Linked DNA regions of Mus musculus: regions 1, 2, 4, 5, 6 and 7 are each linked to region 3. A link is a contact called in public Hi-C, HiCAR-type, HiChIP or PLAC-seq and promoter capture Hi-C data. All regions are on one chromosome and are shown on one strand. Each heading gives the region's core, a stretch centred on a gene start, on an enhancer-like site or on the middle of the called end of the contact. The rest is flanking DNA. Distances are from core to core; before and after follow the strand shown. Region 1 overlaps Alk (anaplastic lymphoma kinase). Region 2 overlaps Alk (anaplastic lymphoma kinase). Region 3 holds the start of Alk (anaplastic lymphoma kinase). Region 4 overlaps Pcare (photoreceptor cilium actin regulator). Region 5 overlaps Togaram2 (TOG array regulator of axonemal microtubules 2). Region 6 overlaps Alk (anaplastic lymphoma kinase). Region 7 overlaps Clip4 (CAP-GLY domain containing linker protein family, member 4).

Evidence for each region. Promoter capture Hi-C pulls out the DNA fragments that hold promoters and counts their contacts. A called contact is a pair of places that touch in the nucleus more often than the background predicts. HiCAR-type assays count read pairs that join an accessible place to other places. HiChIP or PLAC-seq counts read pairs in DNA pulled down with a chosen protein or histone mark.
Region 1: a contact with region 3 is called in an H3K4me3 HiChIP or PLAC-seq map of neural tube, with 7 times the contacts expected there. The contact joins the enhancer-like site here to the promoter of Alk in region 3. A contact is called at or near these places in 8 of 39 promoter capture datasets (the 3T3-L1 cell line, HPC-7-derived erythroid cells, embryonic stem cells and 3 more) and 7 of 115 datasets of contacts at active chromatin or transcription factors (SST interneurons, embryonic basal ganglia, embryonic forebrain and 4 more).
Region 2: an H3K4me3 HiChIP or PLAC-seq map of forebrain shows a contact between it and region 3, with 10 times the contacts expected there. The contact joins the enhancer-like site here to the promoter of Alk in region 3. A contact is called at or near these places in 12 of 39 promoter capture datasets (the 3T3-L1 cell line, embryonic stem cells, frontonasal cranial neural crest and 6 more), 1 of 15 datasets of contacts at CTCF or cohesin (the NIH/3T3 cell line), 4 of 484 Hi-C or Micro-C datasets (cerebral cortex, embryonic stem cells, myocytes and 1 more), 7 of 115 datasets of contacts at active chromatin or transcription factors (astrocytes, embryonic basal ganglia, embryonic forebrain and 3 more) and 1 of 9 other capture datasets (embryonic stem cells).
Region 4: a contact with region 3 is called in a HiCAR-type map of astrocytes, with 4 times the contacts expected there. The contact joins the enhancer-like site here to the promoter of Alk in region 3. A contact is called at or near these places in 2 of 39 promoter capture datasets (hippocampal neurons and maxillary cranial neural crest), 3 of 115 datasets of contacts at active chromatin or transcription factors (astrocytes, embryonic forebrain and stem cell-derived neural progenitor cells) and 1 of 9 other capture datasets (embryonic stem cells).
Region 5: a contact with region 3 is called in an H3K4me3 HiChIP or PLAC-seq map of forebrain, with 6 times the contacts expected there. The contact joins the enhancer-like site here to the promoter of Alk in region 3. A contact is called at or near these places in 10 of 39 promoter capture datasets (the 3T3-L1 cell line, embryonic stem cells, frontonasal cranial neural crest and 6 more), 6 of 115 datasets of contacts at active chromatin or transcription factors (cardiomyocytes, embryonic basal ganglia, embryonic forebrain and 3 more) and 1 of 9 other capture datasets (embryonic stem cells).
Region 6: a promoter capture Hi-C map of embryonic stem cells shows a contact between it and region 3, with 4 times the contacts expected there. The contact joins the enhancer-like site here to the promoter of Alk in region 3. A contact is called at or near these places in 2 of 39 promoter capture datasets (embryonic stem cells and hippocampal neurons), 1 of 15 datasets of contacts at CTCF or cohesin (large pre-B cells), 5 of 484 Hi-C or Micro-C datasets (embryonic stem cells and nephron progenitors), 6 of 115 datasets of contacts at active chromatin or transcription factors (VIP interneurons, astrocytes, embryonic basal ganglia and 3 more) and 1 of 9 other capture datasets (embryonic stem cells).
Region 7: a Hi-C map of the N1E-115 cell line shows a contact between it and region 3, with 15 times the contacts expected there. The contact joins the enhancer-like site here to the promoter of Alk in region 3. A contact is called at or near these places in 6 of 39 promoter capture datasets (the 3T3-L1 cell line, cranial neural crest, embryonic stem cells and 2 more), 5 of 484 Hi-C or Micro-C datasets (the N1E-115 cell line, cerebellum, cortical neurons and 1 more) and 10 of 115 datasets of contacts at active chromatin or transcription factors (SST interneurons, astrocytes, cardiomyocytes and 7 more).

What each region holds. Positions count from the first base shown.
Region 1 is chr17:71,979,930-71,982,797 of GRCm38.p6, forward strand. The region is part of intron 8 of Alk (anaplastic lymphoma kinase); the gene reads right to left. Among named protein-coding and RNA genes, the nearest start is that of Gm41613, 150 kb to the right of the region's middle. Within about 2 kb of position 1,407, at least 67 of the 459 cell types and tissues checked have an H3K27ac peak or open chromatin away from gene starts, as enhancers often do. A contact at or near this core is called in embryonic basal ganglia, embryonic forebrain, neural tube and 1 more, where this site is marked.
Region 2 is chr17:71,912,910-71,915,947 of GRCm38.p6, forward strand. The region is part of intron 12 of Alk (anaplastic lymphoma kinase); the gene reads right to left. Among named protein-coding and RNA genes, the nearest start is that of Gm30140, 130 kb to the left of the region's middle. Within about 2 kb of position 1,587, at least 13 of the 459 cell types and tissues checked have an H3K27ac peak or open chromatin away from gene starts, as enhancers often do. A contact at or near this core is called in cerebral cortex and forebrain, where this site is marked.
Region 3 is chr17:72,602,566-72,605,693 of GRCm38.p6, forward strand. It overlaps Alk (anaplastic lymphoma kinase), which reads right to left and starts at 1,742. Exons shown (of 29, transcript NM_007439.2): 1 at 463-1,742. The coding sequence starts at 1,144.
Region 4 is chr17:71,741,856-71,744,958 of GRCm38.p6, forward strand. Pcare (photoreceptor cilium actin regulator) reads right to left here. Exons shown (of 2, transcript NM_146082.4): 2 at 1,700-2,874. The coding sequence ends at 2,661. Among named protein-coding and RNA genes, the nearest start is that of Pcare, 9.5 kb to the right of the region's middle. Within about 2 kb of position 1,801, at least 39 of the 459 cell types and tissues checked have an H3K27ac peak or open chromatin away from gene starts, as enhancers often do. A contact at or near this core is called in astrocytes, where this site is marked.
Region 5 is chr17:71,690,325-71,693,568 of GRCm38.p6, forward strand. Togaram2 (TOG array regulator of axonemal microtubules 2) reads left to right here. Exons shown (of 20, transcript NM_177087.4): 5 at 202-413; 6 at 1,122-1,312. Among named protein-coding and RNA genes, the nearest start is that of Togaram2, 19 kb to the left of the region's middle. Within about 2 kb of position 1,492, at least 64 of the 459 cell types and tissues checked have an H3K27ac peak or open chromatin away from gene starts, as enhancers often do. A contact at or near this core is called in forebrain and hippocampal neurons, where this site is marked.
Region 6 is chr17:71,868,234-71,871,085 of GRCm38.p6, forward strand. Alk (anaplastic lymphoma kinase) reads right to left here. Exons shown (of 29, transcript NM_007439.2): 29 at 755-1,898. The coding sequence ends at 1,209. Among named protein-coding and RNA genes, the nearest start is that of Gm30140, 87 kb to the left of the region's middle. Within about 2 kb of position 1,413, at least 94 of the 459 cell types and tissues checked have an H3K27ac peak or open chromatin away from gene starts, as enhancers often do. A contact at or near this core is called in VIP interneurons, embryonic basal ganglia, embryonic stem cells and 3 more, where this site is marked.
Region 7 is chr17:71,833,506-71,836,554 of GRCm38.p6, forward strand. It overlaps Clip4 (CAP-GLY domain containing linker protein family, member 4), which reads left to right. Exons shown (of 16, transcript NM_030179.3): 13 at 679-802. Among named protein-coding and RNA genes, the nearest start is that of Gm30140, 52 kb to the left of the region's middle. Within about 2 kb of position 1,261, at least 14 of the 459 cell types and tissues checked have an H3K27ac peak or open chromatin away from gene starts, as enhancers often do. A contact at or near this core is called in the N1E-115 cell line and SST interneurons, where this site is marked.

The DNA of each region.
Region 1 (2,868 bases), core at 157-2,656, 620 kb before region 3:
CCTAGTCCTCCCTACCCTGTCGACACTGGGCAGGCAACGATGCAGCAGAACCCTGCTATTTTAGTTTCTCCATCTCAAGCCTCTTTGGTTTGGGGACCCTTATTTATTTATTTATTTATTTATTTATTTATTTGCCTTTTCATGGGAGACTTTGTCATTAAGTTTGAGAAACTGAAAACTCAGGTCTCATGAGAGTTCCTCTGTGTCTCCTCGCTTGTCCGCAGGAGGAGGTTGAGACAGCTTTGCATAAATTCAGTCAACACTCCTGGATCTCATATTGAGCAGCTGGCAAAGAAAGGGCTATCCTTCCATGCATGGACACCAGAAGAGTCTTTAAAAATCTAAACCAGACAACAATTGATGGGAGGGTTTCCATGGCTTCTACGGGACTGTCACCATAGGGTACCATTCTTATAGGGGTTGTAGGCACGGCTTGAAGGCTGGCAGAAGGAAATTCTCCATGCCAGTCTTCTCTCCTATATCTGTCGAGGTCACATTTGACAATCTTAAGGACACAGAGTATGGGTCTTTTTCCCTTTAGGCCAGAAAGCCCACACAGACATGTCAGAACTCCATAGCTAACCTTTTTGCCTGGGCTCAGCTGCCCCAGCAGTGAATTAAAGTTATTATTATTTTTTTCCCTTGGGTTGACTTCAGGGTAGAAGGTTCTGGTTGTGTTTTAGGATATCATTTTGTGTGTGTGTGTGTGTGTGTGTGTGTGTGTGTGTGTGCACGTGTACACAAATGCTTCAATGCCCTTGGAATGTAAGGACAGAGCTGCAGATCAGGCAAGGTCAGAAAACCAGCAGTTGAGAGCTGACTATCACAAAAACTGGTGTATGATAGCCATCTTCCTGGGTCCTTCATATTCCTGCAGCCCATAAAAGAAAAACCACTCCCCTGTTTTAGAGTGGAAAGAAATGAGAGAAGCCTAATCCTTCCTGCCCCAGGCTTTCTTCTGGCCTGAGAACATGGCTTAAAATATTCTAGTCACAGGCAGGCTATTCAAATAAAACAGAATTTCAAACCACACAGGGCTTGTTGAGACAGTCAGGCTTCTGGAATGTGTGAAAGGCAGGGGGAGGGGTGGGACAGCCCCCACCCCTCTCACGTCCTCCTCTGTATTAGCAGCAGCTGCAATGGTAGACACATCAGAGTGTCTAAAGCCAAGTCAGACTGGAACAGGCCTGACAGCCAGTACATGAAAGCTACGGCAAGCCTTTCCTCCCCCGTGGCAACTTTAATTATTTGAACTGGAGCTCAGCGAAATAAAAATAAAAATAAAAATAAAATAAAAATAAGAATATATTGTAAGTGGCTCCCTAGTTTCCTGCAGAGAATAGCTTGTGGCAGGGAAGGGGAACCGAAAAGAGTCACAATACTCTCTCTGTTTGTGGCTGGGCTAGGCAGGGGTCTTTAAATATTCATGCTTTATGTGCAACTGTGCAAAGAACAGGAGGAGGTGAGGCCCGCAGTAGTGGTTGGGCAAGAAAGGTAGCAGTAGTGGCTGCAGGTAGCCAGAGGGGGACATGGGAGCTCAGAAGCTCATGGAAGGCTCTAGGGGTTGGCTTGGCACAAGGCTCATGCTGGCCATGACCTCATTGTTGATGGGCATTTGATTTAGTTCTGTACGCTCTTCCAGCCCCTCTGTCTCCCTGCCCCTGTTCCTGATTTCTTTTCTGAGTCGTGTTTGTAAATGGCAAGATGCATCACCCTGCTTGGGGTGGCAGGTATTGGGGGAAGCTCTGCATGCACTCAGGATGGATTTTGCTCACCATTGACGGGGCATACAAACAGTTGATAAATCTTAGGATCCAGGGCCAGCAACCAAGTCACCAAGGATGGAGATTGAAGATGCAGAGACCCAGTCTCAGTGACGTCTTTCAGGAGGTCAAAAAGGAGCCCAAGAAGCCCCGTTTGTTCACTTTCCAAGTGAATGCAGTGGAGAAACATAGACTTACTAGCTAGTTCCTTCCTAGATTTGGAGGGAAATTCATCAAAGGGGACCTGGGCACCCTGTGGGAATGCACTGGTGAACGTGGGGTGTTGTGAGCCTACATTTTTGAGGTTTTCTGCATACATTAACTTTGGCAGACCAGGATTGGTATGTCTGTAGAGAAGGTACTCTATGGTCAGTGAAAGTCCTGAAGTCCAGGCCAACCAAGGCATCCATCCCCATGTGTTTGTCCCTCATCAGCGGTGTCCTCCACACCTCTATCTAGCACCCATCTCTCTGTATCCTCTTACTCTAGGGAAGCCTTTTTAGGAATTGTGGGGCTCAAAGACTGAGACCTGAGCCACCATGTAGTCTTGCACAGCAATGCAGCAGGAACTGGTTTCCTTGCTATTGCAGCTCAGCTATCCTGGAAGAAAGAAATCCACTTCCTACCTTCTGCATGGAGGATTTGGGTGTAGTGAGAGAGACAGGGGTTATAAACCTGTACACACACATTTCTATTTTGGTTATTTATTTACCTTGCATTCCCCTCATACCTCAGGAAGATGATGATGATGACTATGACAATGACGACGACGACAACAACAACAACAACAACAACAACAACAATAACAACATCAACAACAATATATTGCTCTTAACATTGAGAGCCGATCAACCTTAGATATCCATGGTCTGAAATACTGAAGGTGAAAGTCATTGTAGTATAAACATATTCAAACATGAGTGATGCAATTGTGTGTGTGTGTGTATGAACCCTCCCCTTTCTTTCCATCGTACCTGCTTAGCCAAGTTCTGGAAAAGGGCAGGAAATAACAGAAACAGCCTAGAGCAAATCTAACCAGAGGAGAAAGAAAGCCAAGGAAAACACCTGTCTCAGCTATTGATCAACTCAAAGGTTATCAGAGAAG
Region 2 (3,038 bases), core at 337-2,836, 690 kb before region 3:
TCCAAGACCAGAGTTTGTGTGCCCACTACAGAGACCCAGCCTTGTCTCTAACAGAAGAAGAGCTTTGTCTTCTTTTCCAAATTCACATGGCGGTCCAAAGCAAAGAGGGATGATGGAATGAATATGCATGGGCCACTGCAAATTTGAATGTAAAGACTGTGGGTCATCAGGTCCTCAGAGCTAGGGGACAGTTGGCTATCTGAAGTTGTGGTGGGGGTGACAGATGGGAGAATTCTCAGACAGGACAAGAGGAAGACGCTTGGAGCCTCTCGAATGTCCAATGGCAGCTGTTGGCTAGTGTGGGAAAGAGGAGGCTGTAGGTTTGGAAAAGGAAGGGAGAAAGTTCCAATGTGTAGGCTGCAGCTGCAATGTGTGTTGACACAGAAAGGTGTGATTAATTGCATTTGAAAGATGAGGAAATGGGAGCTCAGAGAAATGGACTCACCTGAGGCCACACACCCGAGCAGTGGTAGACTGTGAGCCATTTCCTCTAGAGATCACTTCCTCTCTCATGTATACAGCTTAACAAAGAGGGGCCTGAGAAGACATGTTAGTCCTCCTGACCTCCGGTCGAACATTCTTGGTACCTTATCCAAGGACAACAGAAGGCTGGCTCAGCAGATAAGAGAGCTTGTATGTGTAAGCTTGAAGACCTGCATTTAAATTTGCACTGGTAACCTCAGCACTGTGTGTGTGTATGTGTGTGTGTGTGTGTGTGTGTGTATGTGTGTGTGTGTGTGTGTGTGTGTGTGTGTGTATGTGTGTGTGTGTGTGTGTGTGTGTGTGTGTATGTGTGTGTGTGTGTGTGTGTGTGTGTGTGTGTGTATGTGTGTGTGTGTGTGTGTGTGTGTGTGTATGTGTGTGTGTGTGTGTGTGTGTGTGTGTATGTGTGTGTGTGTGTGTGTATGTGTATGTGTGTGTGTGTGTGTGTGTGGTGTGTGTGTGTGTGTGTGTATGTGTGTGTGTGTGTGTGTGTGTGTGTATGTGTGTGTGTGTGTGTGTGTATGTGTGTGTGTGTGTGTGTGTGTGTGTGTGTGTATGTGTGTGTGTGTATGTGTGTGTGTGTGTGTGTGTGTGTGTATGTGTGTGTGTGTGTGTGTGTGTGTGTATGTGTGTGTGTGTGTGTGTGTGTATGTGTGTGTGTGTATGTGTGTGTGTGTGTATGAGTGTGTATGTGTGTGTGTGTGTGTGTGTGTGTGTGTGTGTGTGTAGGGGTTGTGGGGGGTAAAGATAGGAGGGTCACTGGGGCTTTCTTGCTGTCTCACGGTTCTAGATACCGTAAGAGATCCTGTCTCAAGAGAATAAGAATTCTCCGTGTTCTCCTTTGGTCTCTGTGAAAGTGTTGCGCGTGTGCGTATGCTGTGTGGACCTTGGGTAGGTAATCTTCCCTCTCTGAGCCCAAATTTCTCGGTAATGTAAGAAGAAAATAATAACTTTGGATTTAAAAGATAATTTCTAGGACTTGGTCAGGTTGCATGAAAAGGCCTCATTTCCATCCCAAGATGGGTTTTGCTCAGAAAACTTTTACCTAAGACCTTGTCCTGTTTCAGGCTGCTTACACAGAGAGAGGTGGGCTGCATCCCGCTCATTCCTGCCTGCATCATTTGCATAGTCATTTACATCAATCTGCATGCATTATGAATCATTCTGAACTCTCTCACATGTTTAAATTTAGCCAAATTATTATATTTCAACAGGAAGTTGTTTGTTCCTGCCTCCTCTTCTCTATTCGGCCTGCCTTCATCTTTCTCCTACCCCTCCAGAGAGATCCAAGCTCTAACAACTCCCTCCAGATCTCAGTTCTTGGCAGTGAGGTGGGCTGGCGAGGAGCCCTGAGCCCTGAGCCATACTTCCAGTCCTGGAAGTCCTGGCCATGTGACCTGAGGAAACCCTGCTAAGCAGTAGGAGACTCAGCTCTCTCTTGCTGAGGGAAAAAGCGAAGGCCTCAGAGATGAGGAGAGAAAGTGGGTTTTATAAAGCTGTGAAAGGTGGCAAGGTCAAGGCAGGGCCTCCAAAGTCAACAGCAAAGCTTGATAGCCAGGTATCAGCGACTGGCGCTTACTCTCCTGGTGGTGGTCTCAGCCTCTTAGGAACTCACCGTCTAAGAGATTGTTAAGGTCTAGGGAGGGTGTGGTCTTACCTCCTCCCTTTGAGGCCTGGAACCTCAGAGCTTAACTCGCTGACTACTACAAGTCCCACTCTGCCTCATGGTGACATGTGACACAAACCTGAAATCAAATCCCAGCTAGGCTCCTCAGGGCAGAGAGCGCCTGGACAACACAGCTCCTCTTTCTAGGTGCTGACTCTGCAGTGGGTAACACTAAGCCACTGCCTCCTTCAAATTCATGGCTGAGACACCTTGCTATCTTGGTCCTGGCCTTACCTAACCTTGCACAATTGCTGTGTGACCTTGGGAAGATTATCTTCCCTCTCGGAGCCCTTTGGTGATATACTACTAACACTGACCCCGAGAGACAATGGTGGGAGTTAAACGAGATAATGTCCACAAGAACCTAAATGACCTCGAGAGACCGGTCCCTGAGTGACGGAGGATGCTCCTTACAGTCTGTACTTGTCTGGGGTTGGGGGCACTAGGAGGCAGAAGGGAATGACAGTGGCTACTAGGTAGAACAGGGCATAGCATGGGGTCCTGGGTCCACTCCTGCTTAGTGTCACCTGGGAACCTCCTCTGTATGGAACTGATGAAGCACCACGCATCTGCTCGGCACTGCTACAGCCTGGACTCTCTAGATCGGACCTTCCCAGCCACGCCAGAGCAACCAGCACAGCCCCTGTCTCCGACATACTCTCCCCAAACCCGGTAAACAATTTACTTTTGATGGCTGACAAATGATGAGAAATTAATATACCTGCCACTCAAGCGCGGAAAGTGACTCGCAGTGATTCCAATTTGCTGGAAATTGCCAGATAGTCCTCTGGACAAGTGGATGCTGTAATCTCTTTGTTTTTCCTCATCTAAATCCAGGTCCCCTGGTCAGATGGGATGTGTACCGGGTTTGTGTTTATATTATTGACTG
Region 3 (3,128 bases), core at 492-2,991:
GGCAGTTGGCTGAGACTCAGTATTAAGGGGAATTCTCTATTCTCTGGGAAATTCGACCACATTCTCCAAATAGGTGGTCGTCTAGAAGAGAAACAAGAGTCAAGAAAAAAAGAGCAATAGTGTGAGGTCCCGTAACTTGGAACTCGGGCGTTATAGGGACGTTTCAGCCATTCTCAGAGCTCAGGAAGGAGGGCATCCAATTATGATCCAGTGGGATCGTGTGTAAGTCAGTGGAAGGCATTCTGCCAACACTGGAAAACTTTTCTCCCAACTTGGTTGCTAGAGAGAGAGAGAGAAGGTTCTATTGGGAAGTTACTATGTTTAAGCACATAAAAAGAAACCACGGGTCTAAGTTCAAGTACGATGAAAAGGGGGCTAGAAGAATAAGAGTTAGTTAGCAGTGTCTACATGTCGTATAACTAAAAATGCAAATCCCAACACACTCTAGTGGGAGCTGCTCACCCGTCCCGAAGATCTGGAAGAGAAGGCGGGGCTGGGAGGCTCGGATCGCACTGGATAGCCTTCCCTCCCTGCCCACTTCCGATGCCTTCTTCTCAGGCATCAGGCGGATCCTCAGCCTCCCTTCGCCGTGGAGAATCCACCAGCTGAACAGCTCGCTGAGGTTGAACTGGAGTATCCCCACAGCCGCTACCTCCTCTGGGGGACCAATACAGCCTTCAAGAATCGTCTCCTCGCCCAGCTCCAGCACCAGCTGTTTGGCACGCCTGAGCTTGCGCACCGAGCCTCCCTTCAGCACCCTGGACAGCGTCGGACCCGCCTCGGGACTAGGAGAACTGGCTCCATCTGCCCAGGAGATTCCAGGCAGTGGCCCCAGCAGCCTGAGCAGAGGCTCACAATCCAGGGCCAGTGATCCCCGCGCCTCCAGCCCGCCAGCCTCGGGCTCCGAGGGGGACCGTGGCTGCGGTAGCAGCAGGTCTCGGGCATAGACGCGGAAGAGCGAGGGTACAACGAAGTCCACTGCCAGACTCTTCCTCTGCAGGCGCGAATAACTGAGCGGCTCCCGGGGCTGCAGAGGAGGCCCTGAGGCTGGGGAACCCGCGCGCTGATCGGTTGCAGCTCCGGAGTACGAGGCTGCTGCCAAAAGCAGTGGAGGCAGCAGCCACAGGAACCCAGCAGCTCCCATCCCGCTGGAGGGCGAGTTTACACTAGTCTCCCTTCCCTTGCTGGTCCAGCCTCGCCCTTCACTCTCCCCCAAACAGGAAAGGGCTCCAAATAGTCCTTGGTCCTGAATGGCTCCTTCCACTAGATCTCAGGGACTGTGTGTACACTATAGAGCGCCCTTGCTTTTCCCAAGCTACAAGGAGGCGAGAAGGGTTCTCAGCAAAACGGAAGACAAAGTCAGGGGGTAGTTCGGAGACAGTGAGACACCCTGGGCTCAACAGCTGGATCCTGCGCCTCTCGCCGTGCTGCGCCCCATTTGTAGAGGCCTTTGCTCAGGGACCAGGGAGGTGGCAATTAGGTACCGTTCAAGGAGCCCTCGGCGACCAGAGCTCTCCTCTTAGCTTCCAATCTTCTGCAACTTTCCAGGCTGTGAACCGTGGCTCCGAGTCGGTCACTGTCTTGCCCACGTCCTCCGCTCCTGTCACCTCCTCTGCGCTCCTTCCCAGGTCTAGGCAAGGACCACCGGAGGGGGCTGCTTTCTAGCGCCCCCTCAAGTGACCTCCGCTGCAGGAAGTCTTCGGATCGATCACCCTGCCCGCTGAACTTCTGGGCGTGAACACGAGCTCTGCGTTGCGGAGAGGAGGCTCCCGCTGCCTCCACGCGCGCAAGTTTGCAGCGTCCTTGCCGTCACCGACGTCTTGGTTCCTCGGAGTTCACTCCCAAGCACCCGGGCGGCCCTGGCCGCTGGCGACTAGTGAAAACATTCCGGGCAGAGGAGCCCGCAATGTAGCCAGCCCCCTCCTCACCTACCAGCAGCGCCCGCGGTTTTGTTGACTGGCCAGGGGGCGAACGGAAAACGTCTTACTGCCCCCCCGAGAACCGCTGGACAGAAGCAGCGGGAGGTGCCAGTTGCCACCGCTGCTGCCGCCCCCAGAGCCGCTGGATCGCATCTGCCTGGGCGCCCGCCACTTGCAGCTGGCAGTGCCGCGAGCGCGCGCCGAAGGGGGGCGGGGCCTCCGCGAGGGGCGGGGCTCTAGAGCGAACTCAGCGCAGCCGCCCAGCCCACGCAGCCGGCCCCGCCCCCTTCCAAGCCCGCCGGCCAATGCCGCTGCGAGATCTGCTCCTATGCAAATCTGCAGAGGCCTCAGTATTCATTGAGAAAAGCACCAAGCCCGCCCCGCCTCCCGCTGCTGGTGCCTGTTCCTTCCTCCAGATTGCCTGCCCTATTTCTCCGCTGTGCGAACAAGAGAGTATTTTGGATAAATGGGAAAACTGGAAGCGATCGTTGCAACCAAACACTCTGTCTAATTATACATTTAACAGATTAAATGTGTCCGACTTCAGAGGAGCAGGTTCCGGAATAAATCTGGAGGCAAAGAAAAACCAGAAGGAGGCAGGGGTAGCGAGGCCCTGCAAGATTCAAGAGCCTTGGAGCCTTGAAAGGGAACCTTCTCCAACACTCCTGTTATTTGAAAGCATTCCTGAGAGCCTGAGTTGTTCTTCTTCGGCTTTAGCCGCAACAAATGCTGTCAGACCTGTCAGCCACTTGGTTTTCTCATAATGGTGTCTGCACAGGTTTCCAGACAGAAACTGGGGATGAAACTCAGAGCCTTCTATAAGACAAGCGAACGCTCTGCCGCTGAGCAACCACCCCACCACGACACTATTTGTTTATTCACTTTTTTTATTTTGGCCTTTTTTGAAATACGACCTCGTTTTTGTAGCCCAGGCTGGGCTTGAACTCACTACACTGCCTAGACTGACTAGGAACTCTTGGAAATCCTGTTCCGGCTTTTCAAGTGCTGGGATTTGGGATTACAAGCATAAACCACCACACATGAGACGGATATTTTTAATTCCAGTTCTGGATCATTTGCTCATGTGAGACTTCCAAGCCCACCCTCCAGTCCTCTTGACTGCTACTTTGCCCTAGCGGTCCATGAGTAGCAGGCCAGAGGCTATGGATATGACTCTGTGGAAGAAGGTTGTGTGGGGCGGTGGCACAC
Region 4 (3,103 bases), core at 551-3,050, 860 kb before region 3:
CCTACATCCCAATTTCATCTACTCTGCTTCTGTGTAATCCCAACAGCTGGGGCTCTGCCTTATTTCATTAGAACCCCAGAAATCTACTTCTAAACCCATGGTTCTCAACCTTCCTAATGCTGTGACCCTTTCATATAGTTCCTTAGGTTGCAGTGACCCCCCAACCATAAAATTATTTCAGCTACTGCATAACTGTAATTTTGCTATTGTTATGAATCATAATGTAAATATGATATGCAGGATATCTGACATGTGATCCTCCAAAGGAATTGGGACCTAGACGTTGAGAACTGATGCTCTAAACCCTAGAACAAGTCAAGAGATACTTGCCAATCAGTGGTCCCTGAAGTCAGTGACATTGGGTAAGCTCTCAAACGCCACTTGCAATGCTTGCTTCTGCTTGCCCTGATGTGCTGGGCTTGCCCTGATGTGCTGGGCTTGTCCTGCTGTCCTAGGCTTGCCCTGCTGTGTTGGGCTTGCCCAGTCTTGCCTGCTTGTTCCTCAAGCTGCTTGCCAGCCATTTTGGGTGCCATCCAGATTGAAGCCAGCACATTTTAGACTCCAACCCAGAACTACACCCCATGACTCAGGTACTGCTCCGAAGTCAACACAACAACCCTGACAAATACGAGCCTGAATACAGGGGTGAGCATGGCACCTCTTGGTCATTTATTTAGTCAATGGTGACTCTGGTGTCATTGAAGAGATCAGCCCTGCCACTCTCATTTTAATAACATGATAATTCATGTGAGATTCATCTAGTTAGAGTTACAAGTCTGTCCCTGGGGTGAGAACAAGAGGTAGCTGGAGGCTCCAGGACCCAGTATAACATGTGCTCGAGGCCACAATCTATTTTAACTACAGCAAGAAGGAGGAGGAGGAGGGGGGAGGAAAGGGGAAGAAGAAGAAGAAGAAGAAGAAGAAGAAGAAGAAGAAGAAGAAGAAGAAGAAGAAGAAGAAGAAGAAGAAGAAGAAGAGAAGGAGGAGGAGGAAGGGAAAGGGGAGGAAGGGGAAAGGAGGAAGGGGGAAGTGAGGAGGAGGAGGAGGAGGAGGAAGAAGAAGAGGAGGAGGAGGAGGAGGAGGAGGAGACAATTAGAGGTCTATGATCTTCTCAACTTAAAACGTCAGCTTTGCAGCAGATCTGCTAAGTTCAGCCTCTTTAGCTGTACCCGTGGGTGAGAATTCTTGTCTTTTGACAACCCACTGAGCAGGCATTGAATCACCCAATTACTGCAAATTCTTTTCTAAATAGAAAGTACTCCACAGCTCCCGATGGAAAAATTCCAGGATCCGCAGCAAGTATCTAGCTGTTTGGCAGAAGTGGGGTTTGGGGCATGACCCATGCTTCTTTGCTTTGCTTCCAGCTCCAGCAGAACTTCTCTGCAGATGACCTGGGAATAAACTCGGCAAGAAGCAGCTTTGGGAAGCCAGGCAAGTGAGCCTGCATCCTTCCCTTCCCACCTCTGGAGCTTCAGCCCTGACCCCGTGTAAAGAACAGGCCTCTTGCTGTGGAGGCTTGGTTGTGCTCATGCAGTTCAAGAAGCCTGCAAGTGCTTAGCCCAGCCAGAGAATTTGATACACTCTGAGGCCAAGGGAGGAGAGGCTGCAAGGAGGAGCTGGAAATGTGAGGAGGGGGTGCAGGGGTGGTTTGGAGGGGCTAGATGTTCTAACTCCCCTCATTTTCTCATGACAGGAGCAATTAGCTTCTAAATAAAGCTTTTAATTGAGACTTCAACACTGTGTTACCGCTTGTCCTAGTTACTCTTCTCCTTGATGGGACACAGTATCCTGACAAAATCAGCTTGAGGGAGGAAGGCTTTGTCTTGGCTCTCCGGTTGGGGGATGCAGTCCATCAATGCTGTGGCAGGAGTTGAAGGCTGCTGGTCACATTGTATCCCCACTCAGGAAGCAGGAAGAAATGAATGCTGCTGACTTCCTCTTTCTGCAGTTCAGGACCCTCTCCCCTCCGTGGAATGGTGCCAGTTACAGTGGGGTAGGTCTTCCTATCTCAATGAACTCAATCTAGGAAATCCCTCACAGACACGACCGAACATTAGCCATCATACCATTTAACCTTAAATGCAAAAGGCTTCTCTTTATTCTCTTTATGCTTATGCCACAGGCAGGTACAGTGATGGAATAGTCTAAGGCAATAGAACATAATGAAGAACGCAGAGTCTAAGGCCAGCCACATCTGTACCCGGTTTTGCTCCATTCTCACATCTGTCTGAAACCCCAGCACAACTCTGGGGGGGGGGCCCTCCCCCGACACATTTGGGTTTCTTATCTGTAAAACGGGAGGACACTATTTCACACACTGTTGTGGTTTAAATGACGCACGATAACCAATGGTTATCTTGTAAGACACATGGCCCTCTAAGCATGAATATATTATCCCTCTAATTAAGGCCAGCACTCGGAAAGATAAAGGGTATCATTGTGGGGTCTAAAGTTTCCATTAACATTGAAACCCAAGGCAAAGCAGGATCTGTAAGTGAATCCAGCTGCTGTTTGAGATTTTGAAAACCCTTTGGTAGGGGTGTCTTCAAGATCCTTCCAAGTCAACCGCAGCTCGAGTTGGTTTGTCTACCACCCATGGTGCAGTGTGAACACGTCACTAGTACTTCATGTGTTCTAGGGTAACCCCCACTAGCCACGAGTCAAGATATTTCCTTGTGCTGGGGCTGTGACTCTGGCTGGGGTCTGTCCTGGCCGCGGTTCATTCGGGCTTCTGGCTGCAGCCCATGGCCCAGCACACAGAGCTCCAAAGGAGATGCCCGCTTGGTGCTACTACCCTGCAGTTCTGGGACTCTGGAGTTGTTCCAAGGTGGGAGTTCTTGCTTGGGGTTCTCCTCACTGCTGCTGCTGCTGCTGCTGCCAAAAGAAAGTACAAGGACAGGTCAGACACTCCTCCACTCTTTCTCCTGGTTCCTTTCCTGTACCTCGCTCTCCTCTGCCCATCTCTTCCCTCCACATCCCTCTTACATCTAGCTTAGGGTTGGACTTGGGTATCAGGCCTCTGCCTTTCCATATCACACTTGGAAGGCCAGATTGTCGGTTCTGCATGCCTGTCTGGTTAGACGTGGTAGGAGCCAGTTCCCTG
Region 5 (3,244 bases), core at 242-2,741, 910 kb before region 3:
GAAAAGGGACCCGCAAAACCCGCTGCTTAGCTAGTGATCTGGTGGATGTTGGGTGCCAGGCTGGAGGGAGCCCAGCTCTTTCCCCTCCCCCTCCATCATCCCTTCTTCTCCCAGGATGTGAGGCCTAGGTTAGTACAGCAATCACCCTCAGCTCTCCGTGCTCCAGGTACTAACTTCTTCCCCCATCTTACCCCTGCTCAGCCTCTCTGGATCCGGTGGGAGGCCCCAGAGGGGTTCCTCTGCGGAGCACAATCCCCCGCACCACCTCACAGAGGCTCCTGAGGGTACCCAGGCCGATGCCTCCCATCCAGAGCATTCCCACCACCCCTGAGGCCAACAGTGCTAAGGAGAAGGACCTGGACCCTCCTGGAGGCAGACAGGATCTCCAGGACCCGGGAGCCAGTGCCCAGGAGGTAAGGCAGCTCTGTGGCTCCCCATTCCTTTATCAACTCTTGTCCCTGTGCCCCGGCTAAATGTCTCTAGACAGTCCTCAAGACCAGGGTGGCATTGAGACCCTCATTTCACGTCTCCCTGTAGCGTTCCAGCTGTTACATCTGGCCTGAGAGTGGTGTGTGTGTGTGTGTGTGTGTGTGTGTGTGTGTGTGGTTGCCTGAGAGGTATGGGGGCTACAATCCTTTCTGTCCTGGAGTTGGTGGACCCAGGCTTTCTTTGGTGTTCATGTTTTGGGATTTTTCCCGGTCTTCTGCTCATCTCTTGCTTAATGCCAGCTTGTTGGCATGGAGGAAGGCGTTGGCATCGCCTTCCCAGAGCTGTTTTGTACATCTGTAAAAGCAGAGCTTTGAATTGGGGGTTTTAGAGGGTCCCTTCCAGCTCTACACAGTCAAAGATTTTTCTGAAATGAGAAGATTAAAAAAAAATTAAAATCCAAAAAATAATTAAAGCGACGGAAAAGCTTGCCAGTCTTCCTACCTGGAGTGGTTGGGAAGGGGTGACCTTCCCAGAGGGGTTGGAGTGGGGCTAAGAGACCGAAAAGGGAAACAAGAGGACATTTCCCAGCATCCTCTCACCAGCTGCCAGGAGATGCTTTGTGCGAGGTTACCAGGAGCAGAAAGTACAGTGTGAGTCATGCTTCCAAGGACCAGGCTCCCTCCCCCTCACAGGTGCAGATTTCCAGGCAATACTTACACTGCGCTGATGAGAAGATGCACAAGTCTTTAGGAGGCCTCGTGATCCCACCCATTCCGAAGGCCCGGATGCCCACAGGGACCTCTTCCTGCAGGCCTGGCTCCTTGCCCAGCCCCCTGTGTCCAAGCCAGGATGTGCTTATGGGACCAAAGGCCCCACATACGCGGTAAGCGGCCTACTTAAAAATCTCAAGTCTGTTTGTGGTCATCTCTCCTGTAACTTGTCTTGCCCCCCACCCCCCTTCCCTTGGGCTCCTCACTGCTGAGTCACCGTGGCTGGCACAGTCTTGAGGCACCAGGTTTGGAAAGGGTAAAAATCCCCTCTTGTGAATGGCAGACATGCGGAGACCACAGCATTGTTGTTGCGGCTCCTCTGATCCTGGACTCTGGCTGGCTCTGAAGGCATTCATGACCAGTAATGTGGGCAGTAACTTGTTTTCTAGTTTCTCAATGTCTACAGTTGCCATAGTGATGAATAAAATACACATTGTTTTAGGGCATGGTCAAGCCCATGGTGGCTCTCTCTTATTTTGTATTTTCTTAACTGACAGATACTGAAACCACCACTATTATCATGTATAATGTGTGTATAATGTATATAGTGTGTGGTCATGTGTGTGTATGTTTGCATATACATATGTGTGGGTATATGGGTTTTTCATAAAATGTTTGGACTTCAAAAGGCTCTTCATACCCAGAAACAGTTGGGGCAGAGGCTCTAGGTTATCATGAATCTGCTCGTAAAGAAGACAGGCAGAGCCTTCTAGACGGCTATCAGCATCCAGTGGCCAGCCCAGACTGATACCCCAATTGGGTATGTAAGAATTCCTAGGCACATGCCTGTGAGTGTACATCTGTAATCATGTTTGTGTCTGTGTGTGCATTTGTATACACACATGTGAGTGTCTGGGAATGTATGTGAGTGGGCGTTCAGCCACTATAGGTCTGCCTTTCCCGGTGCGGCGTATGAGTGTACATTTCTGTTGCTATGATAAAACACCACACAGGGTCAAACAAGTTATGGAAGAATTTACACGGACAGAGAGTTCTGGAGGGTAAGAGCCCACGGTGGTGGGGCAACATCAGGCATCATAGCACAGGATGCCGAGAGCTTACATCTTGACCCTCAGAGCGAGAATACCGGGAATAGCTTGAGGCTTTTTAAATCCCAGAGCCCACCTGCAAATGGCATAACTCCTGTGGGCAAGGCCACACTATTCAAACATTGCCACTACCACCCCCCACCCCATCCCCGCCCAAGACTCTGGGGCACGTTTGTCACTTAAATCACCACCTATGGTTGTCACATCCTCCTCCTGCATTTCTTTGGCCTGATCTTCCAAAGTCTTCCATTTCTCTCTGGCTTTCCGAGATCTCCTGTTTCCTGGGCTGCCTTCTCTGGTCACAGCCATGTCTCTATCTTTGTCTGGGCCCTGCTAGACTGTGGGACCATGTCCCTGCACTTGTTCCTGGATGGGAGCTCTCTTCCATCCTCACCTTCACACTCACCTCTGCACTGGCCTTCCTTACCACGGGACGCTTCTCCTGGCACACAGCTTCTCTCCCTCTCTCTGTAGCATTAGTGACAGAGTCTTCGATCTCTGTCCAATGCCTCTCATGACCTTTGTGGCTGTGGCTAGGGTTGACATTTTTCTCCTCTTTCTCTTGGTTTTATACCCATGTCTTGATCTTCCAGGCACTCTCCTACATGCCTTTCATCTGTTGCTCAAATCTGCCCATCCTCAAAATTCCTGGTTTTTTTTTTTTTCTTTCTTTTTTCCTGGAGTCTTTCCTCGTGGCTATGATCTCCAGGGTCATTGGGCTCTGGGTGACTTTGCCATGGCCTGACCTCCCCCTGGAGACCCACACTCTCCCTGGGACTTCTGGTTTTTCATGGCTTGCTGGTCAGCATTAGAGGAAGTATGATGGAAGGGAATGCATGTTACCATGGCAACACGAGGCACCTCCTGCTTCCCCAAACTGCCCTTTGATGGAGGAGCTGCCCTTTGCCTACTTCAGCAGCCTGGCTCTGGCTTCATGTGCTTCTGGTGCCTCACTGAGTGTCCCTCCCCATGCTGTCCTTGCAATAACAAGGCACA
Region 6 (2,852 bases), core at 163-2,662, 730 kb before region 3:
TGAACACACAGCACTGACCTCAACTCTTTAGGCAAGTTTTAATGCCAAATGCTTTGCTGTAACCTGCACTTGAGATCTATGTAAATTATGCTATGAGTGTTAAACCACATTTGTGTTCCCAGCAAACCAGGATCTCATGGCTAAGGGGGTGGGGGTGTTGTTGGGAGAACTGGGGAAGGACCGACCAGGTCTAGGCCACTGGAAGGCCTGTTCCTCCAATGGCCCAATGCATCATGGAACGGAAGAAACTCTGGGGAAGGTTTGGGCCTCAGATGTATCGATACACAGATCCACGAATGGGCATCTTCTTCCTGTGCTTCTACGAATCGCCGCTACTCGAATTTTAAAAAGTGATCAGATCTGAATGAATGGAAAGTGTGGAAGTAATTTCAATCTTGAGTTTTAAATCCAGTAGGAAACCTCACACACGGTAATTTTTTTTAATTTTTTTTTTTTACTTTTAGTAGGAAGATTTTTCTTAAGGCATGAGGTATGTTAACAGGGTGTTTGACTCACTGCATCTCTACTGGAGTTTCTTTCATACGCAAAGCACTTGCGATGGATGCATTTTGCTTAGATGAATATATACACGTTTTCCACTATACTACGAACTAGTCACGACATTTTTTTTTTTTACAATAGGCAATGAGTTAGAACAATTAAAAGCCTCTAACCACCACCCACAGCGATGTCAGCTGACTTCTTTTCCAAGTAAAGAATGTCTCTCCCCATGCTGAGTCACTGAAATTAATTCCTTTATTTCTGTTCCCTCGCCCGCCCCTCGAGTGGTTCATATTCATAAGGCAAAGGAAACACCTAGGACTCCCCCTATGAGACATGGAAGCAGCTATTTCTGACTACGCGGAAGCAGAGCGCACACAAAAATCGGAAAGAAGCCTTAGGGGACTGTACAGCAGACCATGCACGAAAACTTGGCGCAACCAATCTGGGCCTTGCACTGATTGCTTTTTTTTCTTTTTTAAAGAATGGCATTTTCTTCTTTTGAGAGGATAGATGAACCCATGCTCAAAAAACCTTCTAACACATCTTAAAAACACAAGTTTCCTTTTTTTAAAATGTGGCACTTCAAAACAAGTTGGCACAAAAATGAAAGTTTTGGTCTTGGGTTTGTGGTGGAGCCATCCTGTCCATCTCCCTCTGGGTGGGCTCCGGCTCCGCCAGGAGGAGAAGCTAGTGGAGTACAGGGCTCAGGGCCCCGGCTGGGTGACCTTATTCTTGCTTTTCAGCATGGTGTCCCCTGGCGCGGCTGTGGCTTCCAAGGGGAGACCCTGTTGCTGGTAACCATAGTTGACATTGCCGCAGGGGAAGTGGCGCAGCCTGAACAGCGGCACCTCCTTCATGGTGGCGCTCAGCGCCGATGGCTCTAGCAGCAGCGCTGCCTCGGCTCTGCGGGGCCCCGCGCCCGGCCCGGTCCAGCCACCCTCGGCCGCTCCTGCCCGCGCCTGCGGCTCGGCGCCTGGCGGAGGATGGGTCTTTTTGGCAGGCTTCTCGGTGAACCACGAGCCGTAGGTGGGGTTCCACAGGCTGGTCGGCTTGTTTCTGGATCCCGGGCCTTTGTGCAGCTCCGGGGGAGGGTTGGGCTGAGAGAAAGCCATGTTCACGTGGCCCCGATCGGCCGCACCTCGGGGCACCGGGCCGGCACCCGCACCCGCGCCCGCGCCCGCACCCGCACCCGGGGGCTTCTTCACCGATGGGCCTGGTGCCGTCAGGGCTGCGGGCTGGGGAGCTGCGGACGCCTCCTCGTGCTTCGCAGGCTGGGGAGACACCAGCAAAGGTGGCATCCCCTCGGGGTCTTTGGGGCGCATGGGCACTTTCTCCTCCTCTTCTACTACTGGACCGTATTCGATGGGCAGAGCTGTGTTGATCACATCGGGGTCCTGTGGGGACAGAGAGAGGATGGATGAACACGGAATCAGAGAGATGTTGGGTCTGGAAGAGATGAGAGAGAGAGAGAGAGAGAGAGAGAGAGAGAGAGAGAGAGAGAGAGAGAGAGAGAGAGGAGAGAGAGAGGAGAGAGAAGGGGGCGGGGGAGGGGAGCTAACTGTTAACAGTTGATCCATTTTTGTCAACTGGACACAAACTAAAGACACCTGAAAGGAGAGAGAACACCTTAGCTGAGTTATTGCCGCCATCGGATTGGCCTGTGGCCTTGTCTGTGAAGGCGTTTTCTTAATGATGGGTGTGGGAGAGCTAAGTCCGCTGGGGGCACCCCTCCAGGGTTATATGAAAAACAAACGGAACAAGCCAATAAGCAATCTCCATGGTCTCTACTTCAGTTCCTGCCTCCAGGTTCCTGCCTTGAGTTCTCATCCTGGCTTCCGGTGATGACAAAGTGTTCCGAGGAAATAAACCCTTCCCCCCCCCCACCCCCAAAGTGTATTTGCACACAGTGGTTATCAAAAACGGAAAACAACAACAGAAAAGCAAGCTAACACATTAGTTGACAGTTAGGTATCAGAGCACAGAGTGAGCACCACTATTCTTGAAATCTCACCAGAGGAGGAGAGGGGTCCCAGTGCTTAGGGGTTGGGGGATAAGCACCCATGCCTGGGGGCAGTGGGATGGGAGGGGCAGAGCAGAAGCCCCTGGGGCACCTTTTACAGATGTAAAAGTTTTTTACTAGATTTAATTTATAGTGTGTATGTATATGTGTGCAGGTATGCATGTGCCTTGGTGTGTGTGTGTGTGTGTGTGTGTGCAAGTTGAGGACAAACCTATGGAGTTCTCTGCCCTCCCACTATCTGGGTCCTGGGGGTCAAACAGGTCATTTGATTCTGGCAAGCAAGAATCTTACTTAACCCATTGAGCGATCTTACCAGCCCGTTTTTTGT
Region 7 (3,049 bases), core at 11-2,510, 770 kb before region 3:
AGAGTATGTCCACCTAGCTCATGCTACTGGAAGTGCAGCCCCGTTGTTTCGGTTGTAGTCTCTCCAGGGACTTGGGTTTCTCACAGCTAGCCCCATAGATACTGCCTTCTAAGACAAGTTCTTCTATTAGCAAACCTAGGTCTTTTCCTTTACTTAGAAGAGGGAGCGGCATCACTGTGTGTTCCGTGTTATCTCTGCCCTTGTTTAATTATTTAATGGGTGTTTGTGGTGTTCTGCTACGTGGACAGTGAGCTGAAGAGAGAGCTGTCCACCTGAGGATTCATGTCTCTCAGTAGCATTCCGTGCTGCTCTCACTGAAGCCCGCTACGTTAGCGACAAGGACGCTTTCTTTTGCATTATAGTCTTAAGATATATTTTGGTGGCGCTCTCCTTGCATGATGGCTAATTCCCTGCAAATCTGAGTTTGTGTGTTTTATTTTTCCTCCCTTAATGTACTACTGCTCTGCAATTATGCCACTGAAACGTTTCTCCCACTTTCCAAATTTTCAAGTTTTTATTTTATAATTTGATCATCTGAGAGCTTAATGATCATGATGATCTTCCATCATCTCGGTCATTTGTGAAAACGCCGAGCCATCCCGACTTTGGGTTCGTATTACCGCACAGCGGTTGTGAATGAAGTGCAGATGCCTTTAAAATGCAATATTCATGTTCTAGGGTATTGGTACGGCATAGAGCTGGAGAAGCCCCACGGGAAGAATGATGGTTCGGTTGGAGGTGTACAGTATTTTAGTTGCTCTCCGAGATATGGAATATTTGCGCCCCCGTCCAGGGTACAGAGGTGAGGAGAAACTGGAGTGTGCATCCATCTGTTTACAGAAACTCTGCAGTTCCCTGTGGCACACAGGTCCCCGATTCCATCTGGAAGATAAGCACAGGCGTTCCTTCAACGGGTTAACTGGCCACCTTCCTTGGAGGGAAGGCTCATGGGAAGCTAAATTTGCCTTGCTGAGGGTTTGCAATTTTAAAAACCTCCTTTCTTCCTCATTTGCAAACCCTATGAGTGTGTGTAGGCTATTAGAAGTGGCGTTTGCAGCTAAGAACAGTGCGAGGAGCAAGCTTAATCCGTCATGCAAACAAAAGTAAAAATGCCCTCTGATTGCTTCAGTCACATCCTAACTACATTAAATTTCCTGCCAGCAGGCACCCATTCACTCTCCCACAAACCTAATGGAACCAAAATGGCTTTTTCCTCTGATTTCCTTAGTTTTCAAAAATAGATAGGCAGTAGCTCTCCGGGGGTGGGGGAAGTGAAGTCTCGGGGGTTTATATGTAACAGACCTCGTGAGTGTTTCCTGGTAAGGCAGTGCGCTTACATGTCACCTCCCTCTGGGTTTTAAAAGCAAGCTTATCCAGAACACAGGTCCTCATGACATTCGGGTGCAATGTGGAGCTGGGAGACAGAGGCTAGAAAAGGGGATTATAATCTCTGGGCAAGATACAACATATGTGGTGTAGTCACTCTCATGACACTGTAACCGTGCTGATGGCCTGGGAGTTCCTACCAGTCCCCCTTTAGCTGGACGCTGAGGGTTTCTGGTCAAATTGAAGTTTTGTTTTTGTTTTTGTTTTTGTTTTTTTCTTTTTAAATCATTTTCTCCCTCAATTTTTTTCTTTTCCTTACATAGCCTCTTGGTGTTAATTCTCTTCGGTTTTGTGTACTTGACACATTATTCTTTACAGCAGCGAGGCCTTTGGCATACAGTACTTTGTAGCTCGTAAGGTCTAAGTGTTGTTTCACTTGATCCTAAGAAGTCCCTGGCCAGGTGAGTTGGGAAATAACCCTAAGTATCATCAACTCTTACCGAGCATTTAATGGCAGGCTGCATCCTGAGCACCCGAGTGGTATACGCCATTGTCCCCTGCACACCCAAGGATCCATGAGCTGCTGTGTTTATTCCCACCTTACAGGTGGGAAAATAGTTTTCCAGAGAAAAAGCAGCAGAGCTGAAGTTGCATCTCTGGGTAATGGAAGAGCTAAGCTTGGCCTGGCTTTGTTAGCTTCCTGACTGCCCTAGGCCCATGTGCTTAGCTGACACCGTCCTCAGAGTTGTCCCTGGATCAGTTACCTAAAGCATCTCATTAGACAGGCCCTGCAATTGTCCCCATTCCACAGAGGAGGAACATCAGGCCCTGACAGCTAATGCCAACTGTATGCTACAGTGAGGATTTGAATCCCTGGCTATCTGGAGTCAGAAGTGAGCTCTTTGCCGTAACCTTGGAGGACTTATTGGGCATCTGTGAGTCTCCTCTGAACCCGTGTCTGGCAGGTGATGGATGCACTATCATGCATTAGTTTGATTTGTCTCCCAGTCACAAGGCCTGGGGTTTATTTCACATTCAGTTACCCAGAGTGCAGGATTGGGCATGTGTCAGGCACAGTGGGTACCAGTGAGCCCCGTTGCCAGTTCTGGGCTTTTTATACAGCGGCAACCTTTTCTCTGCCTTTACTTGTGAAGTCACATTGTTCCTGTAGGTTTCTGTTTTCGCTGCTGTGTTTACAGAGTGCACAGGGCCTCACTCACTGTTTCTTTTGCTTTCTGTTTGGTTTTCTCCAAGGTAGAGTGTTTAAAAGCAACCCCCACTCCTTAAAGTACCAGGGCTCTGATGAAATGAACCAGTCTCCATCCAGCTGTCTTCCTGTCATCTTCTGATTGTCTCATTCATCAGCATCAAATACTATTAAGTGTCTTTCCGTACTTTGTGCTGTGCTAGGCATTCTATGAGCAAACAAAACAGACGTGGTCTCTGATTTTAAGGCGTTCCCAACACAAGCCAGTTTGGAGCTCTTTAAAGGCCCTGCTAGTCTTCAAGATGGGAAGATTTTACGCTAGGGGCTGTGGGAGGCTATCTTGGTATCACACTGTGACCCCTACTGCTTCACCTCAGCCTCATAGCTGGCTTTTTACTTCTCCCCTTGGCATTTTAAAAATTTGTGCTTGTCCCAGGATCCATCCACATGACTTCCTCTGTTTGAATAGACTTCCCGATCTATCTGTCATTATACAATTTTCATTTAGTAAATTGT